Linked DNA regions of Drosophila melanogaster: region 2 is linked to region 1. A link is a contact called in public targeted proximity ligation data. All regions are on one chromosome and are shown on one strand. The core of a region is the stretch at or near the end of the contact, and the rest is flanking DNA. Distances in the headings are between cores, read along the strand shown. Region 1 holds the start of Tif-IA. Region 2 holds the start of cta (concertina).

What was found.
Region 2: a contact with region 1 is called in a targeted proximity ligation map of the Kc167 cell line, with 3 times the contacts expected there. A contact is called at or near these places in 10 of 107 Hi-C or Micro-C datasets (the Kc167 cell line, the S2 cell line, brain and 2 more) and 2 of 7 datasets of targeted methods (both in the Kc167 cell line).

Annotation. Positions count from the first base shown.
Region 1 is chr2L:22,247,390-22,253,818 of dm6, forward strand. It overlaps Tif-IA, which reads left to right and starts at 2,487. Exons shown (of 6, transcript NM_176070.3): 1 at 2,487-2,925; 2 at 2,983-3,464; 3 at 5,805-6,296; 4 at 6,357-6,429. The coding sequence starts at 2,710. RpL21 (Ribosomal protein L21) reads right to left here and starts at 486. Exons shown (of 2, transcript NM_001299204.1): 1 at 407-486; 2 at 1-332. The coding sequence starts at 316.
Region 2 is chr2L:22,978,605-22,984,832 of dm6, forward strand. It overlaps cta (concertina), which reads left to right and starts at 3,212. Exons shown (of 6, transcript NM_001273767.1): 1 at 3,212-3,989. The coding sequence starts at 3,594.

The sequences.
Region 1 (6,429 bases), core at 1,237-3,736:
AAAAATCTTCGCGGCACTTGGAGTGGTGGATGTGCTCAATGCGCACATTGACCCGCTTAGCAAGGATTTTGCCTCTTACGCGTTTGTTTACTATTACACCAACGGCGTGCTGAGTCACATTGAATATGCGCCCGGTTTTGCCATGATATGCCTTATAGGGCAAACCCTTCTGTACAGCACCATGTCCCTTAATGTCAACGATGTCGCCGATCTTGAAAACCCGCATGTATGTGGACAACGGAATAACTCCATGCTTTCGGAAGGGACGGGAAAACATGTCCCGTGTGCCGCGACGATAGCCCTTTGAGTTGGTCATTTTTATTTATAATCCCCTATAAAAAAGAGGCTTATTAGATCTTTTTCAAGTCATAATGAAGAAATATTCAACAAAACTCGTTGAACTTACGTCCACGCGGTCGTATAGTTGAGAAAAGAAAGAAAGATGGCTACTTGAATAGCGTTGCCACTGATAGCAATTAAGAGTTTAGAAACTAAATATTATGTACCGTCCACACTAAGTTACACAATAAGCTTAATCTTTTAAGAGAAGCAAAATAGTCCCAAGTCTGAATATTTGGTATTAATAAGGATTTAATGCAATATTTATGTAATACATATATTTACATTATATAAAAACATTATATATAAAATTGCACTACATACAAATGTCTAGATACAAATAATCGCTGAGAGAAGTGTTCAACTCCAAGACGTTAATATGCGCTATGGGAATAATTTGTGATTTAAGCGAATTTGTTGATACAATTTTGAAGATACATATAACCTTAAGGAAGATAAAGTCCTGCCCCATTTAATAATTTTAATTTTCAGGAACCGTTCTGCCTAAGTCTTTACTACCGTGGGACTTACTCAGTATTAATTTGCTCCCTTTTAAGAAAAGTCATTCATGATCTGATAATCGTAATTTTTTTCGAATTCGATTTAGCCAAAATCTTTTGATTTCTTTTTTAGGTGCTCTGCTTTTGGAAAATTTGTTCTATAGTTTGGATATCGCAATATGCATTCAGCGGTAAACAGCTGTTTAAGCTGTTCCAGACAACATAGCTGCCACATATTTCATAGTTTTAATTACGATGTCCGCAATTTCTTTTTTGTGGCACTTTGACCACTTAAGTAATTAAATCAAATAGAATTATTTACAAACAACACTATTGGCTCTCCTTTAAATAAATTAATGAATTCCTTCTATATATTTTATATGCCTGTTTCGTTTCACCAACAATGTTTGACCCCTTGACAAATCCAAACTTTTGTTGCCGACATCAAAATTTTGTTAGTCAAATCTGAAGTGGCGTCAGCAATAAAAATTTTATTAAATAAATTAGTGGCAGAATGATCTTGTTATGATGTGCAATAAGCATCAATAGACCACTGAGTAAACTATTTCTTCTCTTGAGTAAATAAGTTCTGTTTTAATATGAAAAAAGGCATTTACTTTTCATTTCGTGTGTCCGCTTTACATATCGAAAAAATCGTAAAAAAAAAACCGAATAATAATTAATAATTAATTTTATAAAAGCCACTCATATAAATATTTAACAGCATATATGTACATGCCACACTGTTCATTTCTTAGCGTAATGAAATAGTTTAATAAGAAATATATGAATCTATATAGGCGAGATCCGCATAATTCATCGTCATAGGATAAATTGTTTTTTTTTTTTCTGGAATCTAATTTCAAAGATTGTAGTAGTTTCAGCGCGAAACATCGATGTTTTTCACAAAAATCGTGGATGTAACATCGAAGTTTTCCGATGTTCTCTAAAATAAAATTAATATTATCATTTACACTTGAAATATAAGAAAAAAGATTTAAATATTATTAAATTCATTTAATTTAATATGTAGAATAAATTAAATATAAAACGTATAATAAAATTACAATATAAAATCAATTAGATTTAAACTGGTATAACTGGTTATATTAGAAAATTAAAAATCAGTGAGAGCTGTTCAAACAGTTGCATTTTAAGGATATCTTTTTATATATGTACATTTTGTATTTGATTTTGTATTTCTTCGGCATACCTTTAGCGTTCTAGGTCTTCTTCTTGTTATTCGAATAGCGATGATCCTAATAGCATCCATAGTCTACAATAAATATCGATGTTTCGGAAAATTTAAAACGTCTATTATATTGACTGTAGCGTTAGCCCCTTAAAATGGTTAAACTGGGATGTCAAATATTCTTCCACCATCAAGGACAGAACGCTTTTTAATACAAAATTAAGCAAAAATAGCAATTTCTCTGTCAATCTGTCCCGATTAGAAATAACTATGCGTCTAGGTGATGAAAATTTAAAAAAAAAGCTATTTATTATCTTTGGCTTGGAAAAAAGAATTTGAGGGTTAGTATATTAGTTAAATAAAACGAGTTTTTTAATTTAGACTAACATTAAATTTTGCTCAATGAGCACGTTAAAAAGCAAAAGTAAAGAACGTGTATTTATGGAGGGTGTGCGGTATAATTTTTCGAAATTCTATGGCCACACTGATTATTGGAACTCAAAACAACGTGCATATTTCCAAGTAAAATTCTTACGATTTGTGCTTTAAAAATAAAAATGAAATTCTCTTTCAAAAATAATTTATTATCTAGAACTTATTTGTATGCATTTTACGTCAGTGTGGATTATCCTTTCGAACATTAAGTTCAAACAGAAATAAAGCTATTATTAATTTAATATGTCCTTCTACACGAGTAAGACGGATGTGACTTCCATTTTAAAGACGTTTTCTGGCGTAAAACGAAATCAGGCAAATGCCGTGGCCATCAACAAAGTTCGATTTTCCACACCCAAAGAGAAGGGGCTCGCAGAATCAGTGCGCGTTGCCCTAGAAGAACGAAATTTCCATCTGGTCAAGGAGTTCACATACTTCCTCCGGGAAGCAGAACTCAGCGTAAGTTAAATTAACATAATTGTTGGTTATTCTTTACGTTTGATTTCTTTTTTTAAGGATGATGAGGTTGTAATAATCATAAAAGATGCTAAACGAATTGTTCATAATTTGACTCCAGAATTTGTAACCGTTGTCGAGGCGTTACTGTCCCTTAACTGGAAGAAAAGAAGTTCAGAGATAATCGAAGCTTATACTGAATTTTGTATCGAACTAATGGTGACCCATAATAGATATTTACCGATTGGAGTCTCTAAACTAATTGTCCACTGGATTCCTGGAGATATGGATGAATCCGATTGGGTCCACGGATGCCCTTCGGAGCACGTGCGAAATGAGTTGAAACCCATCCATAAAGTACTGGATCGCATCTTAACTGCCGTGCCAATGGCTTTCGATATTATCATAGATGCCATATCCGCCAAATTCCCCTATTTCAAAAAGCCGTACCATGTGACGGCAGGGTATCTGTATAACGTGCTTTGGTTATTAGAATACAAGCCTATTTTCGAAGAACTTGTTTTTCAACTAGTTTTACAAAAGTAAGTACTTTACTAATTTATTAATTTATATAAAGCTTGCTGATTTATACCTTACACTCAGTCCTTGTTGTTTTTAAGTCAAAATGATTTAAACTCTTCAGCTCAAAGAAGATGGGTTCGGAAAAATCGAATTTTTGAAATTTAAAAGCTGGAATCGTTTGCCCATTTTTTGCCCATGTTTGCCCACCAATAAGTTTTTTTTTTTGCCCACGTCCAGGTTTTAAGATATAAATTTTCGAAAGAGTTTAAAAATTTTCAAAAATCAAAAATTTTACTTTTTTCAAACATTTTTTTTAAATCGCAATAACATCGTTTGTCCACGTTTGCCCATTCTTTGGAATTTTGAAAAAATGTATACTTTAGAAAATATAAGTTTACCTCGGTCTAAACGTTTTTCGCCACGATTTTTTCGCCGTGGCTCTATAGATGGCTCCAGGCTCTCTCGAATTTTTGTTAGAGAGCGAGAGAGCTGAGAGCGCTACAGCGAATCACACATAAAGTGATAGCAGACAACTGTATGTGTGCACACGTATGCTCATGCATTGTAAATTTGACAAAATATGCCCTTCACCTTCAAAGTTCTTTGACTTTAAATCTATATTATTTTTGATCAATTAGTACCATGCGAAAAATTCTTGTTTTGCATTGCCTTAACGTTATTATTATTTGATAGAATAGAATAGAAATAGCCAAATCTATGTACATATTATCACAAAAATAAATTTCAAGAATATTTGTCATTAGAGTATTCATCTTGAGGCGTGTGAAAAATTAATAAGGCAATGATTGTTGAGTGCTTGTGTCCGCACTTCGTGCCTCAAGATATGAACAAAGCAAAGACACTAGAATAATTCTAGTTATCATATTTTTATGAAATTTATGAAATTACAGTAGTTATAATAATTTCTATTGTACTTCCTATTAATAAGTATATTTATTAAGTCATTTGACTTAAAAGGATGTAACATTAACATTAAAAGTGTTTAAAAAAAAATATTTCGCTTTTAAAAAATTGTCAGATGAGAGACAAATTAGAATTAAACATAACAAATTTTAACAAACAAATTTAAAAAACTTTAAAATTATAATAGTCAGGGCGCGAATTTTTAAAATTTTTTTTATTTTATCATATTGCTAGGAAATTAGCAAAAACTACCCTAATATGTACAATGTAAATTCGTTTCTTCGATCAGAATTGATTTCGGAACGAAAATAGTCTTCTAGCACAACACGCACACATACGCGTTCTCGTCTCTTGTTTTTACTCACACAAGTAACCAAATTATATTTTTAGATTTCTTACGCTCTCAGCGGGAGTGAGCGAAAAGAGAGTAATTTTGGCCGTCACCAAAAAAGTGGCTGCATAGTGCCAAACCAATGTATGGCCGTTACGCATCTTGTTATTCTAGTGTCTTTGGTCAAACGCTTTATTCTCTGAGTAGACCGAGGTAAACTTGAATGTCTTATATTTTCTAAAGTATACATTTTTTCAAAATTCGATAGGGTGGGCAAACGATGTTATTGCGATAAAAAATTTTTTTTAATAAAAGCGAAATTTTTGATTTTCGAACTTTTTTAAAAATTTATATCTAAAAAAATGGACGTGGGCAAAAAAAAAAACTAATTGGTGGGCAATCATGGGCAAACGATTGAAGCCTTTAAATATCTAAAATTCAATTTTTCCGAATCCAAAATTTTGCACGGATTGTAATTTCCTGGAATTTTTCCTAGACCTCAATTACGAAATAAATATGATGTAATCGAATTTCTTTCTGTTATATCTCTGTGAGCTTCCGAAACACTAACGAATTGAATTACTTCACATGAAGTGATTTTTGTATCTGATTCGTGAATGTTTTATATTCATTATTAACTTTTCAAGAAGCATTGATAATCTGCGGTTGATGCCCGACATATACGAAGACTAATAATAAATAAGAATAAAGCGGAGAAAGTGAAAAATGTAGAAATTTAAAAGAAATACGTTTTTCGTCACAAATGTTGTTAGATAAATTTTTGTTTGTGCGCTTTGTTGGATCAGAATGTAAACTTATTATAGACTTGACTCATTAATAATTGTTTTCAGGTAGAACCTCAGAATTTAATTTCTTGAGATGTTAAACAGAGATCCTACTTTTCGACTTCGGAAAATCCTAGCTTATTTACTAAATTTTTACATTTCTATTGTGAATAACTTCAATGAATATATATTTTAAACCAAAACAGGAACCAGAAAAGTTTGATTAGCAAAGGAAAGGATTTTCTCTGTTGTTTTTATTTAAAAATGCTATGGACAGCCATGATAGAATAATATGTGTGAAATCCTTTTTCGTTTTTCAGGCTTTTATTATTAGATGTTAATGCTCCAAAAGATGAAATTGAATTAGAAATGAATGATGAGGAGGAAAAGGTGGAAGCGGACACCTTGTTTGAAATCGACGATGTATGCGCCGAAAATGTACCCAAATCTGAAAAATCTGTGAGTCATCCTGTTGGCAAAACCTTGGATGTATGCCTATTCTTGCTTTATAAGTTTTTTGATGGCAAATGTCGCCTTAATGAAAATAGTAGCGAAGAACAGCGAAGGACTGCCAACCGATTGTTTAAGATGTTACTTTATTTGTTCGACGAGGTGTTATTGCCCAGCCACAACACGCATCATGTGCAATTCATCCTATTTTATGCAACTAGTCTGCGGTCGGTATATTCCGAAGCTTTTCTTGATTCCTTATGGACGAAAGTCCAAAATCCGAATGTATCCGCTGTAATTCGACATGCTGCGGTGGGATACATGGCTAGCTTTTTATCTCGCGCACGATTTTTGCCGCTTAGGTAAGAATGTGTAAAATAATTGCTAGGCAGGACTACTAAACTAAAATTAATTTTTTTTAGCACTGTTACTTTCTACCTAAAAGAGTTGACAAGGTGGGCTCATACATACATAGATGACTCCGATGCATATAAG
Region 2 (6,228 bases), core at 1,962-4,461, 730 kb after region 1:
TAATTTATATTTTACTTCCTTTAATTATTTAGTATATTTAATAAGTCATTTGACTTAATATGATTTATGTATGTTAATGATCCATTTTTATTATTTAAAATGCACATTAGATTCAGTTGTTTTTCAGTATGTTTTTTTTTTTTGTTATATTCCAATTCAATAATTTTAAAAAGCGCGCCATTTCGGGTGGGAAGAAAAGCGCGCCAATTTTTTTTGTTTTTCCTTTTAATTTCTCTTAGCCCGTTTGCTTAAAGTTGGCTATACGCAGAGCTCCTCAATTTTTTGATATTTTCGCTATATAATCGAATTTATATTGAACTAAAGTCGTTTTGTTGCAAAAGTAAAGTACGAAAAAAAATATAAGCGCAAATAGTAATTGTGATAAATAGTGAATAGTGTTTACGTATTTTCGTAATTTGACGCGCTAAAATAACGTGCTGCTGCTTTTCGACAAAGTTTTGAGTTGAAATTTATAAATTGTAAGTGAAAGAAAAAAACATTTTAATGGCCCATTTGAATAATCTTATGGATATGGCCAAGAAAAAAAGAAGATACATAAGTGGGAACAAGTGCAGCTTATCCCACTATCGGAAATCTAGGCGCGATTTCCCCGCTCTTAAATTGTTTAGATTTCCTGAAAGGGATCCAACAATGCTAATAAGATGGGCGGAAAAATGCCAATTTACAGAAGATTTTGTGGCGAGCACTTCATCACTGTTTTCGCTTATAAAAAATTGTCAGATGAGAGACAAATTAGAATTAAACATAAATATAAATGTGTAAACGGTAGCTAATTCGAGCGGCGATTTTAACAAACAAATTTAAAAAGCTTTAAAATTATAATTGTCAGGGCGCAAATTTTTAAAAATTATTTTATTTTATCATATTGCTACGAAATTGGCAAAAAAAAAAAACTACCCTAATATGTACAATGTAAATTCATTTCTTCGATCAGAATTGATTTCGGCCCGAAAATCGTCTTCTAGCACAACACGCACACATATACGCGTTCCCGTCTCTTGTTTTTACTCACACAAGCAAGCAAATTCTATTTTTAGATTTCTTACGTTCTCAGCGTGAGCGAGCGGAAAGAGAGCAATTTTGGCCGTCACCAAAAAAGTGGCTGCATAGTGCCAAACCAATGTATGGCCGTTACGCATCTTGTTATTCTAGTGTCTTTGCTCAAACTGTAGGGCAATAACTTGTACGTTCGGTAGTGGCTTGAACATGATCCAATTTGGCTTAATAATCTGGTAACTGTGCATTAAGAGTGCCCATTCGGAGAGTTCTCTTTTCTTTGAGGTATAGCTTTGGATATCCTTGCAGCTAAGCAGAGTCAAAAGGGCTGATGGTGTAAGTCTCATCTCTTGGGCGGCTTTGTCAGCGAGTTTGTCAGTTGTCAGCGAGTCCGTGGATTCCTTGATGATTGGGAACCCAGAGTAAGGTGACCACAAAAGTGGTTGAGTCGTTGACTTTAGAACCATTGGTATTAATTCAGTTTTTCTTTTTCTTTCTTTTTTTTCAGCTTTGTAGATCTGAAGGCTGTTTGAAACCCCAATGTGCATAGGCAGGGTGAGGTCAAGTTGCTTGATGTAGTCAGCGCAACGTGTTAGAGTGGATATGCATTAAAAATTCAGCTTTTGCTTGAAAATGGCTCCGAAGTCATGGGTTAGCAGGCAGTTGGACGTGGTGTACAGCTTCGAGATTAGCATCAATGTAGTTTCTTCTACGCGGAATTCCGCCAAGTTATCCAACCCATAATATAAACTCTGCCCATTTGATAAGCAAATTTCACACTCCAATCTCAACAGCATTGCCTTTGCCCTTGTTTTTGTCGCCAACACTTAGCCTGCTTTTGTCCTTGTATTGTCGCCAACACTTAGCCTGCCGCAGATTGGAAGACGGTAGTCAATTTTAAATAGCATTAATGCGTGCGTAATCGTAATATCTATGAGAGTCTTAGTTATATGTACGAATATTTAGATGATAGAAATTTAATAATGTGAAATCTAGTTTCCAGTTGTTTTCTTTGAATCTGACAGTGCTGTTTGAAAAGTAGTTTGCAGTCGAAGGTCATCCCCAAATTTTTTAAAAAGTTTACATCATTTATTGTGCGGAGAGATTACAACGTTTTTTCCGTCAAATTATAATAGTTGGCATTTTTCAATGGCAGAGAGGTATTTTCGTGCAATATTTCTAAAAATTTTGTGCTGACTGTATGAATATTTTTTATTTTTGTAAAGTGAGATGTAAATATATTTTTGCCGAGTTACAATGTTATTTATTTCTTCAATTGCAATCATAAATAAAACCGCAGAAATTGGCGAACCTTGCGGAATTACATTGTGTAAAATGTTTGAATTCGATGTGACATTGTTTATTCGAACCCTGGTAGTTCCGCCGTCCAGGGCGGCCATGCTGCACCCCGGGCTATAAGACGGATGCAAAGTACAGTACGCTGTCATCAAGTCTGATCACCGCTTCCGAAATAAAGCCTTCTGCCCAGCTCTCTTAAACAATATTAAGCTTAGCTTTAATTAGTTGACAGCCTTACAAAGAATCTAAACGAATTCCAAAAATCTTAAACACAGGTGGCGAGCACGCAAAACGGAATAAATATTTATTTATTTATTTCTCTATGTAAGCTAATGGCCATGATATTAAGATTAAGATATAAAAATATTTTTTGAATCTTACCTAGCTTTAGTGTATTGGATCAACCTAATATCGAAATAAAACAGAATGCGAATTAAACCAATCAATGCTACTGTATCCATAGCAAAAGTTAAAAATGTTTTTTTTTTTTTAATTTTCATCCCATACAGGTCATCCTATAAGGGAACGTGCCCTCTCCAAAAGTCACTTCATTAAAATAAAGTTTTAATTTTAAAGAAATATTCTACAACCAATTTTTTTATTAATGTTATTGTAACTGATTTGTTTTGTTCCCAATTAAAGAATAATATTTTCTTCTCATTTTCTTTTTATCTTATATGCTTTAAAATTTAAAATTAAATTATAAATTACATTCCTGGTAAACCCGATATAATAATTTGTTTTTAATAATTCTTTACACTAAAGAGCTGGACCTGTTGCTTATAATATTGTCAAATTGGTTCACATATGGAACCAATTTCACCGAAAAACTGATCTGTGGGAACATGGTATAACAAAGTTGACACGAATGTTTATGTTTTATATACAGGCAAAAATTATTATCACCGCTGTTGTTTGCTCCATATATAATTACAATTATATTCCTAAAGAAACGTAAATGTAATGGCTGAGAGTGTCATAACCTAATAACGATCACGTTCAGTGTCTTATTGGTGTGAACTTTATTCCGGAATTTGTGTTGCGTTTAAGTCTGATGCCATGTAGAAATAATGGTTATGGCTTTCAGATGGCAACATCGCCTTTTAATCTAATATGAGGCCTACAATTAGAATATGCAGAATTCAAAAAGTGTTTGTTTATAAATTAAAGCGAAAGCAAGACGATGAGCATCTGCTGTTAGTGTGGGGAGTGTTTGACGTATTGGTGTTCGTGTGTGTATATAGAAAGTGCGAGCATCAGGCGTTGGCTTGCCAGCGATGTCTGGCATTACATTGACCAAATTAACTCAAGAACGAATTTCCATTCCAAACAACAATGTCATCACGAACGGCGTCGAAAACAACATAGATAGTGACACGCTTAGTGGTACTCTGACTCATCTTATGGAAGAGCATCGCACGCGGGTGGGAGCGGTAACTGGACCAGAAGCAGCGACCACGTCTACAGACGGCCTAATATCGAATGGAGCAGAGCGACTGCGACTTCAGGGCAGTCGGCTTCAGACCTCGCGCTTTGCTTGCTTTCGATGTTGCGGAAATATTATCACATATCTAGTAAGGCTGCGTAGTACCCCTGAGGAACTGGAGCAGCGCTACAAGTCCAAAGAGATTGATAAGTTCCTGGAAAAAGAAAAACACACCTTTCGACGTCAGGTAAGGTGATTTAGGGATATCGATTTCTAACCCTTGCTGTTGGTTATTTTATTTAAATGTTAACAACGAAGTAAAGGAGATATTCGACAAATTAAAGTCTATGTACAATGGCGGAAAAATTATAATGTGTTTAAAATGTAATTTCTGTACAATGTTATAAGCATATATTTAATTTAAAAAGTTACGTTTTTTTGCTAACAATTCTAGAATTATACGTATGTGTTCTTAATTAACAGGACTAGGCAAGTCGGTCGAGTAGTATATATGTACATACATACATACATACATACAACAAGCGCTATATATTTGTAACCGAAAAATATAAAAACAAGAGAAATCCTATAGTTGTGAGCTCCGCAAGTATAAGATACACGCTACTTAGGTAATGGAAGACTTCCTACTTCTTGAGGCCCGTCCCGTCTCGAGCACGAAACCTAGTCCCAAAAAAAGCCCGGGGCCCTGCCCAAGCTAAACACGAACAAATTAAAAAATAAAAACAATGCAATTTTTTTTAATTTAAAGTATGTCGGTTTTCTTATATTTATATTTCTTATATTTTGTAAACAAAGTTGATTGCAAAAAACTTAATATTTAGTACAGTTTTGGTGTTTTAAACATAATTTATGACAAGTTTTTATTTAAAAATATTTTTTTTTTTAAATTAGAACATTTTAAACGTGTACATCGCTCATTTAATACAATTCCAGAGGTAGAAAATAATCTTTTGCTATTCGCTGAGCTTGCCGGAATGGCAATTCAATAACTTGAGTTCACTACATTTCCAAAATTCTAACACATTTTGGTCTGAAGTAGCTGCACAGCCATTTAAATATTTTTCTATTTCAATATCATAAGAATTTAGTTGTAACTAAGTTTTTTTGAAAAATTTTTAATCCTGAAATTCTGCAAACAGTCCTAACCCCTTTTTATCTGGGCTTGCAGTTCTTAATCCTATAAAACTCCTCATCACTTTGCATTTCTGAAAGCATTGCTTTGACAGTTACAATTACATTCTCCTTAACTTTTGGCGATAAGCAACACATTTCCTTAACGGGAGAATTTAAGAAGAGTCCAACATAATGTGCCGTTTATGGTGCACATCTTTTATGTAAAGAATTTAACGTATTATTTTTCAGCTGAATTATGGTTTCAGAATCGAGCATTTCACTGGCGCACATCTTTAATACTTTCTCCGATCACAAACAAAATAGATTTATCGATATTAGAATCCAAACTGTATTCTTCCATAATTTCCTTAACGTTATTGAGGATGTTCTCGCCTGTTAGATTGTGACAAACAAGTTTAACTTTCGGTTCTGCCTGCGGGCTTTTTTCTTAGGGCACGAAAGACGAATTTGAGGCCCGAACCCAATTTTTTTGGCAAAGGCCCGCGGGCCTTGAAATAAAGCCCGGCCCGCGCTGCATCATCATTTAAAAAACATTATAATGGTCCACATTACAAAATTTTTGCCAGGCACAGTCTATCAAATACTTTTGCAAAACGGACTTAATTGTTATAGGCATTTTTTAAAATAAATCTCCATTCAAGAACAACATTTTGTTTTTTATAAGCATGCAGAGTTTTTTTCAATGACTTGTTCAAGGGTAATAGTTTCTTGTTCACAGAAAGGGTAAGGAGTTTACTTTGGGTGAGTCAGGGAATGTTTTTAAATGTCTTGTTTTTGAAAAAACAATTGAAGATATTTCATGGAATTTCTTCACCGGCCCCAACCAGGTCTAATTTTCTACTTTGACGTGTTAGTCGATTTTTCTCGGAAACGAACAAGGTTTTAGACCGATAATTCGGTTATGAGCATAACACAAACTTTTGCACATATATTTTGTTAATCCATTCATAAAACAAATTAACAATATAAATCTTGCTCCATCTCTTATATTTCGTGCAATGGAAAGAAGAGGTTTGGACAAGAGGCTAGTTTGATTAGAAACGGTCGGACAAGCATGAATATTTCGATTCGCTTGTTCATATTGATGAATAATATACATATGTACACTGCGCCTCACCAGGTTAGCGCACCTTGAGTAAAAATCTTTGATGTGAGACATTTAGAAAACTGCTTAAGCGAAAGTTTTTGAAATTTTTTCCCTTAAAAGTTGTAAAATTTCATAAATGAAAAGTTTATATGGGATGCAGTTTGTTGTTTATAGATTTTTGTTGAAATAAAAAAGAAAAACAAAAACACCAGAAAAAAAACATCAGGATAGCGCCCCTATGACA